Regions from separate parts of the Urocitellus parryii genome. Here region 2 is linked to region 1. The links are chromatin contacts, called in public Hi-C maps. All regions are on one chromosome and are shown on one strand. The core of a region is the stretch at or near the end of the contact, and the rest is flanking DNA. Distances in the headings are between cores, read along the strand shown.

Region 1 (2,640 bases), core at 103-2,602:
ATCAGCTGAAAGCACCTCTACACAAAGATCTAGCACAGCTGTTCCTAACAGTACCTGAGTAGCATGTGACCAAAGGGGGGGGGTGTTCCTTGTTCACTCATCAATGCTACTGAGCCCTTAAAGCTGCTGTTCTGGGCACCCAGGAAACGAGAGGACAGAGTCCCTTTAAATGGCCAAAAGTTAGTAAGGAAACTGACCTTGGAACAGGCACCAACACTGAGAAGCCAGATTAGGAACCAGGGAGAACCTAGGTGCTTAAGGGTCATGGAATCCTCACATTTTAAAACAAACACCAAAATTTAGTACAACTGCACTGGGAAGCAGGGGAAGTCAGTCCTCCTGGAGCTAATACCAAAATCCAGAGAAGTTCAATGAAATCAGGAGTTTCTCGAACTTGGGGCGCTGTCTTGCTGATTTCCCCCAAGTGTGCCCGGTCTCTTGGCCCGGCCAGCCTCCCTAGGTCAAAAGGGACCCCAGGCGAGGGGGACCAGGGCATCCAGCACCGATTAGTGTGCCTTGGAGGCCACAGGTGATGAACAAGGAGCAGTCAACTGCTTCACAAGCATAAACCCAGGGTGCATCGGGTGACTTCTAAGGTCTTGGGCTGCACCTTCTTTCACTTGCTGGCTCTGGCTCGTTCATCATCCCATGTAAGCTACTTCCCACCATTTGCAGAGAGATCAGATTATGACCCTTCTGAGCAACTGCAAGAGAGGTCTGCTGTCGCCAAATAATCCCCTTGTCCCCATCACAACCTGTGCGAGTTCCTCACGCACACCAGTCACCTGCTGGGGCCTGACGGTCCCGTCACCCCACTGTAACCCCACACGCCTGTCGCGTGATGAGCTCCAATGCATCCCGCAAGACCCAGTTTAAAGCGACTCCTCCATGAAGCCAACGCCAGAAGGCGTGAGTCGCTGCCGCCTCGGGGTCTCGCCCCAACGCCTGCCGGACAGCTCGGGCGTGGGCAGCACCGCACCGCCGTCCCCTCAGACCAAGGGGCAGCACGGACGGGCGGCGCGGGGTTCTCCCAGGTGAACGCGCAGCTCTGGCCGCAGCCAGGCCGCCGAGTCTCCCCGACCCCACCGGCCGGGAACCTATGCCCGCCTCTCCCGGGAAAGTCGGGGTGTGGAAACCCGCGGCCCCCCTGGGGAATGCGGGCGGCGGAGAACCAGCAGCCGGGACGACTCGGGGAGGGCTGTCCATACTCGCAGAGACAGACACAAGGAGACAGCCCCTCTCTGAAGCCCACACGCCACCTCTTCCTTACCACGGAAAGACGGCCATCTTCCTAGTCACATGACCGCTCTTCTGGGGCCGCCAGCCCTTTTTCTAGCATTCGGACGCCGCCACGCCCCTCTCGGGCCGCCATGATTGTGAGGGGCAGCTGTTTGCTCCGCCTCCCCAGGCTGCGCCTTTTGATGACGCCAGGATGAGGCGGGGCCGACGCAGCCGAGCGGAGCCCAAAGTTCGGGCTCTCCGCTGCCGCCATGATTGTGAAGGGCACAGGCCACCAAGTAGAGCCCACGATGCTAAGACCAGATCGCGGCTCCTGCTGGCGCCACGATTATGAGGGGTAGAGATGGCTACGTGGAATCCAGGCTGCTTCTCTGTCAACGCCGTTGAAAGGGATAGCTGTCGCTCCAGAGGCCAGGGTGCGCGTTCCTCCAGCGCCATGATTACTCAGGGCATGAGCCGCAGACGCGGTGATCGAGAGGGGCAGGCCCCCGGATTTGGAGTGGCAGCTGGCTGCTCTACTGGGTCATGTCACCAGCCCACTGTCGCCCTGACGGGGCGGGGCTCGTAGTGCTAGGCGCGAACCACGGCTGCGGATTGCAGCAGAGTCCCCGCGGTCGGCCTGCACCCACCTGGCGGCTGCCCGGTACTTGGGGGAAGCTGGCACTTCAGCACCGCGACCAGGAGCCTCGGCGTTTGAGCGCTGCCGGGAGCCCAGCGACCGACCAACGAGGCAGCTTAGGGCCGCTCCGCCCCCCGGGCGAAGCTGAAGGCGCCGCGCGGGCGGCGGGAACGACCAGCCCACGGCCACCTGGTCTGAACGACCACCATCATCACCTCTTTGGGGGGAACAAGCCCCAACACTGGTGAATTGCTGCAGCTAGGAAGGATCTGAACATCCCAAACCAGAGTAAAGAGGCCCGGGTCGACCCTGGCCGCGCCTGAGCCTCTTCCCATTTATTCTCAGCGTCTTCTGACAGCAAAGGTCCGAGGCCCCCACTCCTCAGATAAATCGGCAGTGGAACCCGCCTGGGCTGGTCTGCGGCTCCTGAGCCCGCGTTTCGGCCTCTGCCAGGAGGCAGCCCCAGGGAAAGGTGGAGGGCGCTTCCTCTCCGCGACGGAGCAGAGCTGGTCCCCTGAAGTGCCACCTCCCCGGCCGTCCAGGCTGGGCCTTGGCATCTCTAATCACTCCCCAGGCGGGCTAGAAAATGGTCACATTCCATACTGTGGTCAGATGCTTTTCTGTCAATAAGAAAACAGATCAAACTAGATTTCCTTTGAGATGAAAAGTTTATTTGCCTTTGCCTAGAAGCAAAACTAGTGAAAATTAAAGTACAAAAATAAATACAATTTACATTAATGGACATTCCACCCAAAGTAAAAAAAAAAAACAATAAAAATAAT
Region 2 (2,640 bases), core at 70-2,569, 250 kb before region 1:
AAAGAACCATCTGAGACAAGCCCCAGCTTGCAGATCCGAAGGTCACCCAGGGAACCAGCTCGAAAGGAGTACTGAAGCTCAGACACACACACACACACACACACACACACACACACACACACACACACACTCTGCCAGCCTGGTCGGGGCAATGCCAACCCCAGACCGCCCGGTGAATGAGGAGGGGATTAAGTGCCGAGGTTGGAGGTTGCCCTGGACCCCTTCTTCACACAGGTCCCAGCAGTCCGGTGGACACGTGTCCTGGTTGTGCCCTCCGTCTGCGAATCTCACAGCTGGAGGCTAGAACCTCTGAAAATGTGCGCTGGGGAGAGTGTGGACGTGTGCGTCCGTGGGTGATGTGTGCGGTGGTGGCGGTGGGAATCCTGCGTACGACCCACGTGAGGGGTGCACCATGTTGACGTGTGTGTGGGGGGTGGGGTGTTTGGAGTGGACAAGGCTATGCGTGTTGGGCTTAGTTGAGCAAAAGGGCAAGGACCTGTGGGAGCGGGGTAGAGGAGGGCAGGCAGTGTGCTCAGTAGGGACCCCCCTAGAGGAGTCCGAAAGCACATGGAAATGCATACGGGGCAGGAGAAGGCTCCTGCCCCAGGGCCCCCGTGGGAGTATGCCCCAGAGTGGTGTGTGTGTGTGTGTGAGAGAGAGAGAGAGAGTGTGTGTGTGTGAGTGTGTGTGAGTGTGTGTGTGAGAGTGTGTGTGTGAGTGTGAGAGTGTGAGTGTGTGTGTGAGTGTGTGTGTGTGAGAGTGTGAGTGTGTGAGTGTATGTGTGTGCGAGTGTGTGTGAGTGTGAGTGTGTGAGTGTGTGAATGTGTGTGTGAATGTGTGTGTGAGTGTGTGTGTGTGTGAGTGTGTGAGTGTATGTGTGTGTGAGTGTGTGTGTGAGTGTGTGTGTGTGTGTGAGTGTGTGTGTGTGAGTGTGTGTGTGTGTGAGTGTGTGTGTGAGAGTGTGAGTGTGTGAGTGTATGTGTGTGTGTGAGTGTGTGAGTGTGAGTGTGTGTGTGTGTGTCTCGGTTGGGGGATGTTTCTGCAAATGGATCAACTTGGGGATGGCGCGTCCGTACCGTTTATGGGTGCACTGTGGCTGTGGGGCAATGTCTTCGCCTTGGGGACGCCGGACGCTGGGGGTCATCTCAGCGCTTTGGGCCAGGAACGGAGAGCTTGCCCGCCTGGGTGCTCGCTGACAGCGCCAGGACTCGCACCCAACAGCCCGCGGGGGCCAGGGGCGGGGCTTGGAGGCCAGGGGCGGAGCCGGCGGGGCGGGGGCGGGGCCGCAGTCGCTGCAGCGGCGCGGGCCTGGCCAGGGGGCGCCTCGCGCGGCAGCGGCTCGCTAGGGCAATGCAGTGAGGCTGGATCGGCAGGCGGGCGTGCGCGCGCGGAGCGGGGGCCGCCACCGCGCTGCAGAGATGTGACTCCGGCCGAGGGCCAACTGGAGAGTCGGCGCTGCGGGGCCGCGGGGGTCGGTGAGTGCGAGCCGCGCCGACGCAATGGAGGGCGCTGCGGGGACCCCAGAAACTTTTCCCGCCTTAGGCTTGGGAAGACTGCGGGGGTCCTGGTCGTGTGCTTCTCTAACTCCCCTCCTGGGGTTAATCTGCGGGGGCGGGGGGGAGATGAGGGATTCGGGTGAGGGGAACCCCAGTGCGGCGGAAGAGGAGCCGCAGAGGGCGGGGCGGGGGAGGAGGGGCTGGGGACCTTTATCGGGGAGGGGGACCTGCTCCCACTCCAACTGGAGATCAAGTCTCTGGGGAGGGTCTGGGGTGACCTCAGGTAAAGGCAGCCGGGAGCGTCAGGCAGTCCTGGCGTGCCCGAGTGACTCGTGTGAGCAGAACCTTGGAGAGGACCCGGGGGTCGCGTGGCAGGCGGGTCGGGGATGACTATGGACAGGACAGAGCCCAAAGAGCAAGGGCCAGACTTGGGGGGCGAGCAGCCAGAGGCACCTGCCGCAGGGCCTGGGGGCCAGTCTCGTAGCCGGCGGTGGCCGCGCACTGCTGGGCCAGGGCGGGGACGGGGAGAGGGCAGGGGAAAGCCACCGAGCCAAGATCTGAGGCTGGGGGACAAATGGGGGGAGGCTGCATACAATGGAGGGGGTAGTTTCCGTTTCAGACACGGGGCACTTGGCCTCGGAGAGAGGTCGACCAAGCTAGAGATAAGCACTAACCCTGTGCTGTGTCCCCACTTGTGGGGGGACATGGACTCCCAGCCCCATGGAGACCCCACACATCCCGGTGTCCCTGCTGCCTGGGAGGATAGGCCAGAGCACGGCCGGAGCCCTCACCAGGCTTCGCCCCGGGGAACGGATGGACCAGCCCTGGAGGGGCGCGCCGACCTTGCCCCAGCGACGCTTCAGTGCAGCGGATCCTTCCCCAGCCCTTGCTCTGTCACACCCAGGCCTCGCCGATTCCTTCTTCCTCGTCCCGGGTTCGCTAAGGGGGCGGCTCCTTGGAACGCGGACAAAGGCCCCTGGAGTGTGGCGGGCAGCATCCTCCCCGCCTGGGGCCCCAGCACACGCGCCACATTGGCTGTCCGACTGCGCCAAGATGGGGGGCACCTGAGCAGAGCCCAGGAAGCACCGGGGGGGGGGGGGTCTCTGCAACGACAAGAGAGGTGGGGGAGGGGCCTGGCACAAAA

Evidence for each region. Hi-C and Micro-C count contacts between places; a contact is called where the count stands out from the background.
Region 2: a contact with region 1 is called in a Hi-C map of liver, with 12 times the contacts expected there. The contact joins the promoter of Gprc5b here to the promoter of Vps35l in region 1. A contact is called at or near these places in 2 of 2 Hi-C or Micro-C datasets (liver and muscle).

The regions. Positions count from the first base shown.
Region 1 is chr9:13,292,613-13,295,252 of mUroPar1.hap1, reverse strand. Vps35l (VPS35 endosomal protein sorting factor like) reads right to left here and starts at 1,352. Exons shown (of 31, transcript XM_026402461.2): 1 at 1,271-1,352. The coding sequence starts at 1,287. It overlaps Ccp110 (centriolar coiled-coil protein 110), which reads right to left. Exons shown (of 16, transcript XM_026402504.2): 16 at 2,620-2,640.
Region 2 is chr9:13,543,079-13,545,718 of mUroPar1.hap1, reverse strand. It overlaps Gprc5b (G protein-coupled receptor class C group 5 member B), which reads left to right and starts at 1,319. Exons shown (of 4, transcript XM_026402464.2): 1 at 1,319-1,475.